3 separate regions of the Sus scrofa genome follow, and all the other regions are linked to region 2. Evidence: chromatin contacts called from public Hi-C and HiChIP or PLAC-seq data. All regions are on one chromosome and are shown on one strand. The core of a region is the stretch at or near the end of the contact, and the rest is flanking DNA. Distances in the headings are between cores, read along the strand shown. Region 1 holds the start of FAM174B (membrane protein FAM174B). Region 2 overlaps CHD2 (chromodomain-helicase-DNA-binding protein 2). Region 3 overlaps CHD2 (chromodomain-helicase-DNA-binding protein 2).

Region 1 (3,573 bases), core at 279-2,778, 94 kb after region 2:
TGAAAGAAAACAATATATTTTTTAAAGTCAAGTGAAAAAGGTACCAAACTAAAAAAAAAAAAAAAAAAAAAAGGTACCAAACTGTACAAACATAATCTCCTCAAAACAGACTTATGGGAATTCCCATTGCGGTTCATCAGGTTAAGAATCTGACTAGCATCTACAAGGATGTGGGTTCGATTCCTGGTCTCGCTCAGTGGGTTAAGGATCTGGTGTTGCCTCAAGCTGTAGTATAGCTTGAAGATTAGGGTCAGATCTGGAGTTGTGGCTGTGGCCTACGGCCGGCAGCTGCAACTCCCATTCCACCTGAGGGTGTGGCCATCAAAAAAAAAAAAAAACAACCCACAAAACAAAACTTAAATCTCTGCCTACAAGGACAAGTATCTCAGAATTACTAGAGTGCTGGTTCTTTTAAATTTTTTTTTTTTTACTACTTCTCTGGTTTTTTAAAAAAGTCAAATTTGCTGAAATTAACTATTTAAATATTTATGAAGCATTTTCTCCTTTTAATAGTAAGGTAGTGTTAAGGAAATTTTGGAGGCAAACAGTTGAAGGCCTGAGGATGCTAATTCTTGTGCTCCTGTATGATGGGCATTTGCAGAAAAAGCTGCCCAAGTTTCCATCTGAATTATATGTACAAAAGGAGACAAAGAAGGGGGTAATCACTGCAAAACATAAGGACACAATGAGGCAGGCTCTTTCTGAGAAAATGTTCTGAAGGTAGCTGCATTCTTTCCCGTTCAAGGAAGGGAAGGTTCTAACCCCTCCAGGTAAAAGGATTCTTTGCAAACTCCATTCATTCCTTTTTTTTTTTTTTTTTTTTTTTTTTTTTTAGCCAAACATTGGACAAACCTCTGAAGGCTTGGTTACAAAAAGGAGTGGCTGAAGGAAAATTCTCTCAAATTGCTGGGTTAAAAAAAAAAAAAAAAATCCGAATTTAAGCCCTAGAACGAAAATCTTGAGCGGCCTTGTCACTTCCTCCCCTCCCAATCAAATTATACTGTTCCTAGTCTGCACTTAACAGCAATGCAGTTTTGATCACAGCACAAGTGTTAAAATCCCTACCAGACGGACAAAACCAGAAGGGCTCCTTCATAAAGTAATGTCCTTCTCCAGCTTTGTCACTGTAGTGGGGACCTGCTACATTCAGAAAATTTTATTTAACCTCCCAAACCTTTGAGAGTCAAGTTCCACTATTTAGAAACAAAACAGTCGTATCGTTTCAGACTTGCCAAGTCTCACAAATTAGAATGAGAGAATCTGAATCCTAAAACGACACATTTATAAATAAAATCAAGGACAAACGTCTCCTTTACTCTAAATATACTCTACAAGCCCAATGGCTGTGTTAACTATTTTTACCCACACTGGCCCTTCTGTGTCCAACTTATGTAAAATGAAACAGGATGAGGAATGAAAACCAAGCCTGGGCAATTGGCCAAGCAGAGATTCACGGGCTTGGTCCTCCCTATCCAAAAGAGAAACTGCAGGTCTTTTTTTTTTTTTTTTTTTTTGTCTTTTTAGGGCCGCACCCGCAGCATATGGAGGTTCCCAGGCTAGGGGTTGAACCAGAGCTGTAGCCACAGCAACGCCAGATCCCAGCCGTGTCTGTGACCTACACCACAGCTCATGGCAACACTGGATCCTTAACCCACTGAACGAGGCCAGGGATTGAACCCACAACCTCATGGTTCCTAGTCGGATTCATTAAGCATCGAGCCATGACGGGGAACTCCGAAACTGCAGGTCTTTATTGAAAGGCCAGGAACACTATTCGACTTTGCTCTTATTTCCTGCATTTTATAATATGCAACAACCCACAACTACATTTATCTTTCTGAAAAAAACATCTAAGGTGGTTGATATAAAGTAATACAATCTCAGACTCTGCAACACTTTGGAGGTCCCAGAGCAGCTTCTGGGTACAAGTCAAACAAGCTCCAACACTTTGGACAAGGCAGGGAAGCCACTTAAAGCCCAGATCTTTGCGAGTTGTTTTTTCCCATCAGAAAGGGAGCAGTTCTAGGCCTTTGAACAAAGACAGGAAATGGTAATGGAAACTGCTGGAAGGGGGAGAGTGCCTTTTGATCGAAGTAGGACTCGCCCACTCGAAGTGCAACACCTAATCTCTCCCGCAGAAAGAAAACGCCCGAGGAAGACGTCTCTGCTGTCCTTGTTGGCACAGAACAGCAAACGCAGGAACTAAGCAAAAGGGGTCGGGAATGAGAAGCCGACTGGCGGCTGCACAGGAATGCGCCGTGCTGATCCTGCGGCTGGTGCGGTCATAGCGGGCCGGGCCAGAGAGCTCCGCAGGAACAGGACTCCGATCTCGCGCAGCTCCTTGCTATTGGGTCCAGGTTCGGCCGGGCAACCCATCAGCCCATCTTACCCTGCCCAGCCAACGCCGCCCTTTAAGGGACCTGCAGCCTCAAGGACACCGACCGGCCCCGCCCCTTCGCCGCCATCTTGTTATTTTCTCCAGGACCCCCAGCAGACCACGTGGCGCGTCGCTGCGGAAGTCAAGGCACCGCCCCAACTTCCGGCCGGACTGGTTCCAGCCGGCCGCGGCCCGCAGACGCCCGGCTGCCCCCTAGCGGCTGGCAGCCGAGCCCCGGCCGAGCCCCGGCCCGTCCGGACCTCGCCATTTCCTTCCCGGCTGGCCGCACGTCCGCGCCCTGCAGTCAGTCCCCCGCCCGAGCGCCGCAGCGCACGCGCCACGGGCGGGGCACTCAGCGCACCCTCCCCTGGCGTGGACGTTTACAGTGAGGTTCAACGAGTGTCACCTGCATCTTTACACGCAGTTTAAACAGTAAGCCCCGTAGAGAAGCGTGGAGGTACTCGGTGCTCGGTGTTTCAGGACTTCCTTACAGAAGCCCCCGCCTCGCCTTTAAGGTGTGGATTCTGACCTCAGTCCCTGGCCCCCGCAGGTTTCTGGGGTGGGGGTGGGAAACGACGATGTGCGAGTTGGGACGTAGCCAAGGACCACGGTTCCTGTTTTGCGGGCCATCCCCCGCCTTCCCAGCAGCTCCACGTTCCTTTCGCGTTGTCGTCCTTGAGCATTTGTCGTGACAAATGCCCCTGCAGTATCTTATTTAACCTGCGCAACAGCCTCCGAGATGGGAGTTTTGTTTATTAAACAGAAAACTGAAGCCCAGAGTAGTTTGCTCCAGATGCAGAACCTGGGATGGAATCTGGGGCATCTAAGTTCCCACTGTGCTTTCAGGTGGTCAGATGACCCTCTGATCAGCATCTGCAGCACCTGAGAGCTTCTTGGAAATGCACATACTTGGATCTATTCGGGCCCTGCTGGGTTGGAAACTGAGGGATTGGGAGACAATCTGTGATTAACTAGCACTGTGTGATTCTGAGGCACCCAAAACGCTTATCTCTTAGCCTTTTTAAAGGTAGGGAAAGGGCGGATGTGTTTTTGAGTCCAAACTCCATGCCAGGCACTAGGATTAAGGCATTTTCATGAATATGTGATGTAATCCTAACAATGCCCTTTTACAGGTGAGGAAACTGTAGCTCAAACTTCCCGTTGAGTGTAATGTGTAAAATGACACGAGGTTATAC
Region 2 (3,855 bases), core at 825-3,324:
GGGCTAATGATACTTAATTCTTTAATAAAAAAGGTACCATGTGAAAGAAAAGCATGTACATAAAACAAAGAGCTTTCTTTAGAAGCTCACTTTAGAATAATAATCATTAAAGTCCCAATCAAATCATCCTAAATGGCTAGTATATTCATCCATGTATTAACTTTATTAATTTTTGGAATTGATCATCTTAACTTGAATATTTCTGCTTAAAGCTGTATCTCTTATGTGGAAATTCAGACTTTGTAATGATTTCCCTTCTTTCTTATCCTCCTCTATCTCTTTGTATTTTCTTGGTACTTTTTGTTTGATTGTTTGGGGTTTTTTTGTGGAGGGAGAGTAGTTTTGTTTTCTTTCCTACACCTGAGGCACGCAGAAGTCCCAAGACAGGGATCGAACTCACGCCACAGCAGTAACCTGAGCTACCACAGAGACAGTGCTGGATACATAACCCGTGCACCACAAGGAAGCTCTCCCTTTATCTATTTAAATGAAGTTATAGATAATGAAGCTTTATATTTATAAGGTCTCACTAACAGTTGTGAATCCTAGACACTTGAAGTTTTTTCAGTCAAATTTTAAGCATACTATGCAAGTCATGGTTTCCATAGCTTCCACTACTCTGCTAGTAAAGAACTTTCCACTGTACCGAAGACCATTATATCTGAACTTATTTCTGTCCATCCTGGGCTTCAAATGCTGCCACCACAGCAGATCCAGATGAAGCATTTTTCTTTTTTTTGTCTCTTTAGGGCCACAACTGTGGCATATGGCAGTTCCCAGGCTAGGGGTCTAATTGGAGCTGTAGCTGCTGGCCTACGCCAGAACCACAGCCAACACCAGATTCGACCAGTGTCTGGCGACCTGCACCACAGCTAACAGCAACGCCTGATCCTTAACCCACTGAGTGAGGCCAGGGATCCAACCTACATCCTCATGGATACTAGTCGGGTTCATTACCACTGAGTCATGATGGGAACTCCAAGACATTTTATTTTTAAATTTCTAAAAGCAATACTTTGTGTGTCTTCAGTGATTCAAACATAATTCTCTCAAAATGAAATTTAAAAAATCAGCTGCATTCTTATGATTAACTAGACCAAGTCATTAATATTTCCCCAAAAGGAATGCATCTCAAAGTTTGGGCATCACTGAGAAAATGGTATGCAACTCAATTTTTGCCCCTTTGCATTCTTCACTGGAAAACTCTCCTGTTAAGCACAGAATACCTATACTGCCCAGATATAATTTCTTTTTCTGTAAGAAGTATTCCTTCTTCGATTTTTCAATACCACAAAAACTGCCCTTATTGTTAGATTGGAATTATCCATCACTAAGCTTTACAACTGCATTGCACAATCACCTGTGAATGATTTCTCTCTGGTGTTATTCAGTATTGTATTGAAAAATAGTTTTAACTACTTTAAATGTTAAAAACCAAAACTACAAAAATTTGTCTTTTTATCCTATGATGGTTCATGTAATTATTTCCCTTATAGCCCTGTCTACTAGTAGAGCAGAAAGTAGTTCTCTTGTATATCCATAGAAAGTATATTATTTAGAAAAGCTGGCTATAGCTGAAGTTTCATAATCAAGATACACAATGAGGAGTTCCCATCATGGTGCAGCAGAAAGGAATCCAACTAGGAACCATGAGGTTGTGGGTTCGATTCCTGGCCTCACTCAGTGGGTTAAGGATCTGGCATTGTCATGAGCTGTGGTGTAGGTTGCACATGCGGCTCGGATCTGGTGTTGCTGTGGTGTAGGCCGGTGGCAACAGCTCCGATTAGACCCCTAGCCTGGGAACCTCTATATGCCGAGAGTGTGGCCCTCAAAAGACAAAAGAAGAAAAAAAAAAGATACACCGATGAGTTTTCCATGGGAAACAAAGGTCTGCTGGCTGGTCCTAGCTGGCAGCACATTTACATGGCACAGCAAAGCTGATACCTTCTTCACATCAGCTATCCGTTCCTTCTTAGAGGCTGGCTTCTCTTTGGCTTCTGGAAGAACTGGCTGGGATTTGGAACCTGCTGATTCACTTTCAGATTCCGACTGACTCTCCGAAGATTCAGAACTACTATTTGACTCGCTGCCATGTCCACTTCCTGGATCGCTGCCCTGCTCACTCTCCGACTGGCTGCCTGAGTCTGAACCCGAAGCTTCTTCAGATGCTGAATGACTTAATTCAAAAAAAAAAAAAAAAAAAAATAAAAAGACTTAAGAACTGCTACATAAACGTTTTTTGAAATCCTAACATTAATACAACAGCAGATAGTAATTTGATAACACAAGATCAAAATTTTCAAGTTCACTTTTATATTCTTATTTGCAAATAATGTCATTACTATCATTCTCAAAACTACCATTTCCTGAGACGTTACATGATGCCATATACCACCTAATTTATATAGATTAGCTCTTTAAAAAAAATTACAAGGAGAATATTATTTTTCCCTCCATTCAGACGTGGAAAAACTGAAGCTCAGAAGTGGCTGAGTAACTCCCAAGATGACACAAGACTTCATGCCATGTCCATCTATGTGAATCCACTAACTCTTATTCAGTATCAATCCCTCCCTCCTTAAGACAAAGTCAAAAACAAAACAAACAAAACAAAAACACAATCATCCCAGGAGTAAGAATGCAATCTGGTTACAATTAGCCAATCAAAGGTTCTCAACAATATTCCCACCCCTTCCTCATTCCAAACCCCCCTCAGGAGAGCAACCTAGGTACAGCATATGAAAGCAGAAGCCACAAAACAGATGTCAAGGGAAGGCAGAAGGCAATATATACCACCCCCCTGTTCTAGAACAGTTAAATAGTAATTCACAGCCATGCAGGTAAAAGGAATGAGGAGCCTCTGAAAAGACCTAGAGCTGACAGACTACAAGAAGTGAGGCAGGGAGTTCCCATTGTGGCTCAGAGGCAACTAGCCTGATTAGTATCCATGAGAATGTGGGTTCAATCCCTGGCCTCACTCAATGAGTTAAGGATCCAGCTCAGACCCCGTGTTGCTGGGGCTGTGGTATAGGCTTGCAGCTGGAGCTCCAATTTGACCCCTTAGCCTCAGAATTTCCATATGCCACACATGCAGCCCTAAAAAAGCAAACAAAAAAGAAGGGAAGCAGGTAGCTCATTCAACTCTTCTAATTAAAAAATATCTTTTCAGGAGCTCCCGTCGTGGCACAGTGGTTAACGAATCCGACTAGGAACCATGAGGTTGCGGGTTCGGTCCCTGCCCTTGCTCAGCGGGTTAACCATCCGGCGTTGCCATGAGCTGTGGTGTAGGTCACAGACATGGCTCAGATCCTGCGTTGCTGTGGCTATGGTGTAGGCCAGTGGCTACAGCTCCTATTCGACCCCTAGCCTGGGAACCTCCATATGCCACGGGAGCGGCCCAAAGAAATAGCAAAAAAAACAAAAATAAAAAAATAAAAAAATAAAAAATATCTTTTCATTTAGGAGAGGCAGAGCAGAGGTGGCAAGAAGCAACCCAGAACAACAGAAAAGTCCTTGAGTTTAGCAACCAGAAGATAAAAGACATACGGCATGAACCAGTTTAAAAAAAAAAAAAGAGAGAGAGAGAGAAGGCTTTATATTCACCACCACTCTCCCTTCTAAACTAGAAACGAGGTCAATCACTTGACAAATGTATCCACAGAATGAACAGAACTATACACTGGGAACTGGGATTGACCCAAATACCCCATATGATCCGCAGCAAGCACAATACAGTAGAGGAACCCTTAGTTAAGGTGAAGAAGCAATGACAATAAACGGAGGGGAGGTTGTCTACCTTGGGAGGGGAGCAGAAGGGGAAGTCCATTTTGAATTGCCTGATCATCTAATAGCAAT
Region 3 (3,377 bases), core at 384-2,883, 89 kb before region 2:
ATGGGAGATACATCCAAGACCCCAGACGGATGCCTGAAACGGCCAATAGTACTGAACCCTGTATATAGGTACATATCTAAGACAGTTTAATTTACAAATTAGGCATAATAAGAGAATATCTGAATTGCTAGCATCACTACTCCTATGCTTTGGGACTATTACCAAGTGAAGTGAGGATTACCTGAACACAAGCACTGTGATAACACAACAGTCAGTCTGACCGCCAAGAGGGCTACTTAATGGGCAGGGAGCACATGCAGTGTGGATATGCTGGACAAAGGGACCATTCACGTCCCAGACAGGACAGAGCAGGGCAGCATGAGATTTCATCATGCCACTCAGAACAGTGTGCAATTTAAAACTTATGAATTGTTTATTTCTGGCATTTTCCACTTAGTATTCTCAGACCATAGTTGACTGCGGGTTAACTGAAACCATGGAAAGCAAAACCACAGTAGAGGAAATCGTGTGTGTGCACGTGTGCGTTTTCTTAGAACAAAATTATTTGACAGTCTTTTTTCACTTAATGTATTGTGAAAAATCTTATGTGAATACTTATTTCCACAGTATTTATGTACTCCCTGATATGGCTATATCAAGTCATTTCCACATAAACATGTTTAAATCCTTAATTATTGCCTTCAACTAAATTCTTAGAAGGAGATTGCATGTTTTGGTCTTTTGGTCAATCTTACTGGACTGTCCCCTAGAAAGGTTGTGAATATATACTATACTACTTCTGTGAGTCACGCCGCATTCTAACTTCTGACACCAAGACTAATAAAGCCCTTTAACCCTTGACATCATTTGCCCAACTTCAAACACTCATCCTAATTTTCACTCTCTCCTAAAGGGCCTTTCCCAACTATTTTATTCCCTCCTGGGGCCCTTCCTGGCTAGTCATTCAAAGACTTTTTACAATGCATAAAATTTATGCTAACATTCAGTAATATTAACCTATTATCCTGTATACTACTGCTATATCACATTCTTCCACGTAAAATTCAATTACAGACTACTTGAGGGCGCTACTCTACAATGGAACACACTGCTGGGCAAAGGATATATTTATGCAACAAATACTTCTGAGCACCAGAGCTATGCCTGGCACCACTGCAGGTGCTGATGACACAGAAGAGGATGAGAGACATAAAACCTCTGCCTTCACAGAGCTGACATGATAGTGAAGCGAGTATTAAATGTTTCAAGACTGGCCCTACATGACTAATCTGGGTCAGCAGATCTGCAAAAGGACACACCCACACAAGGAACGGGCCAAGTCACTTTGTGTCCATCCCCCTACAGCAAAGAAGGGGAGGCAGCTTCTGGGCCCCTCCTCATGTTCACTCCTTTAGATGAGCACTTGGGACCCTATGTACAAAAGCTGGAAGGACAAGTACACATGGCCCAGAAAAGAAGAGAGAAAGTATGTGCTGCCCATAACTTTGTTACATATCAGAAGTCATGTTTGTAAACTACCATAAGACTTGAGTACATGGAAGAAAAAGCCTGGTGAATAAATGTTTTTAGGACTTAAAAACAGAGTAATCTCTTGTGAGGATTTCAACACTGTCTGGTTCTAGTACACCGGCTATTTTATCCATTGGGTCTTAATTGCTAGTTTAACTACTAGCAGAGCACCTGGACAAACTGTACTGCTAGCAGGGTGAAGAAGCCCACTGTACAAGACAGGATAGGCCCTGGGGAGTCTTGCACCCCCTCTTGGACCTGGACCTCCATCTGTAAAGTAAGGCAGAGAACCAGTGACCTTTCTAGTACCAACTTCCTTACAATTCTATGATCATCTCCCCAGAAAAAAAAATAATTAATATTTCTGAGGAATTAGTCTCTATCTGTATGAATCAAGATTAAATTTGTATTGTACCTCCTCTTCTTGAGATCTTTTCTTGTGGGCCATCTTGTATAACTTATGCAATTTTCGAGCATCAAATTCTGTAAACTTGGAAACAAAAATCCATAGGTTCCTAAAAAAAAAAAAAATTCTGGTAAATTATAGGATTTAAAAAATAACTACTTATTCTCTTTATGGATGGCATGCTACTGAATTGGGGGGGCAGTGGGGAGCGGTGGGCTGCACCCATGGCATGTGGAAGATTCCTGGGCCAGGGATCAAACCCACACCACAGCAGTGAGCCAAGTCACAGCAGTGACAATGCTGGATCTTAATCTGCGAGGTCAGCAGAGAACTATGCTATTGGATTTTGCTATGGAATACTAAGTATAGAAATTGAGTTATAGAAATAATCTTTAAGGTCTTTGCATCAATACGAAATGGCATCTTTAGATGCAACTGTCAACAGAGTTTGAATGATGGGTCTGGGAACGACAGTTCTGTCTCTTAGCTAAAACTCCTCTAATTTATTTCACTGGCACCTAGAACTTCAGTCTTCCTCCACCTTCTGCATTTCCCAGATTCTGCCGTGCCACCCATCACTATCACCATCTCCTAAGTTTGGGACCTATAGTTGGGCATCTCTGCATTGCCTCCCCTTCTTTCTTCCCAGCTGTCATCACCAAGGCCTGTCATTTCTTCCTTAAAACTCCAAGGGACTCCTCTACTCCAATTCCACTGTACTCCCCCAGCATGGCATTACCATCAACAGGGGAGAGGCTGATAAACAAGTATGCAGAACAAGGAGCTACCCTTCATGAAATGGAAAAGAAGGCTCACATCCCATCACACTTTCTACAGAGCAGACACACCATGCTGCACCATGTCACTCAGAGGACACTGTGCCAGTTCCCTGACTAGTAAACCTGCTGCATCATGTGGAAAGCCATTTACCTTTCATTCTAAAGCCTTCTCCAATAGGGTTTCAGTCATCTTAACAAACTGCCTGTAAACCCTAAAACCCTCCCAGTCCCTGCACACTTCAAGCCTTTGCTGGAGCCTGAGACCTCACTTCCTCTAAGCAGCTCAAGCGTACATGTCTACCCCTTAGAAGACTTACCTCCCTGACTACTCCTCTACGTGTGCTTCCTTCTTGTAATTCCTACTATACTTGGTCTTCCAATTACCACCTTATGATGGACAGTTTCTCTCTAGGGGGCAAGCAACTCCTTATGAACTGAAGGGACCACCGTGTCCGGTGCATTTAAACAGCTGGCTGGAACCACCGTGTACAGTGTCCAGTGCATTTAAACACAGCCTGGTCCCAGTGCACAATATTCCCTAGCTTCATGGATCTATGCACTATGATGAGTTTTGCTATCTTCCAATAGGGATTCAGGTAGGTAAAAAGAAAATCAGATGGCTAGTTATCTGGTAGTTGGCTACAGTGTAAAAGGGAAGTAAAGTAACATTTCAAAACTTAATAATTTTTTAAACGAGTGTGAAGCATGCTATGGAGAGCATA

The links. Hi-C and Micro-C count contacts between places; a contact is called where the count stands out from the background. HiChIP or PLAC-seq counts read pairs in DNA pulled down with a chosen protein or histone mark.
Region 1: a contact with region 2 is called in an H3K27ac HiChIP or PLAC-seq map of skeletal muscle. The contact joins the promoter of FAM174B here to the enhancer-like site in region 2. A contact is called at or near these places in 3 of 5 promoter capture datasets (liver and skeletal muscle), 33 of 47 Hi-C or Micro-C datasets (adipose tissue, alveolar macrophages, blood and 15 more) and 2 of 2 datasets of contacts at active chromatin or transcription factors (alveolar macrophages and skeletal muscle).
Region 3: a Hi-C map of skeletal muscle shows a contact between it and region 2, with 2.6 times the contacts expected there. The contact joins two enhancer-like sites. A contact is called at or near these places in 2 of 47 Hi-C or Micro-C datasets (heart right ventricle and skeletal muscle) and 2 of 2 datasets of contacts at active chromatin or transcription factors (alveolar macrophages and skeletal muscle).

The regions. Positions count from the first base shown.
Region 1 is chr7:86,180,442-86,184,014 of Sscrofa11.1, forward strand. FAM174B (membrane protein FAM174B) reads left to right here and starts at 1,529. Exons shown (of 2, transcript XR_002345977.1): 1 at 1,529-2,892.
Region 2 is chr7:86,085,502-86,089,356 of Sscrofa11.1, forward strand. CHD2 (chromodomain-helicase-DNA-binding protein 2) reads right to left here. Exons shown (of 38, transcript XM_021099370.1): 2 at 1,945-2,176. Among named protein-coding and RNA genes, the nearest start is that of CHD2, 20 kb to the right of the region's middle. Within about 2 kb of position 2,075, at least 4 of the 83 cell types and tissues checked have an H3K27ac peak or open chromatin away from gene starts, as enhancers often do. A contact at or near this core is called in retroperitoneal adipose tissue and skeletal muscle, where this site is marked.
Region 3 is chr7:85,997,313-86,000,689 of Sscrofa11.1, forward strand. CHD2 (chromodomain-helicase-DNA-binding protein 2) reads right to left here. Exons shown (of 38, transcript XM_021099370.1): 35 at 1,886-1,985. Among named protein-coding and RNA genes, the nearest start is that of RGMA, 77 kb to the left of the region's middle. Within about 2 kb of position 1,634, at least 6 of the 83 cell types and tissues checked have an H3K27ac peak or open chromatin away from gene starts, as enhancers often do. A contact at or near this core is called in skeletal muscle, where this site is marked.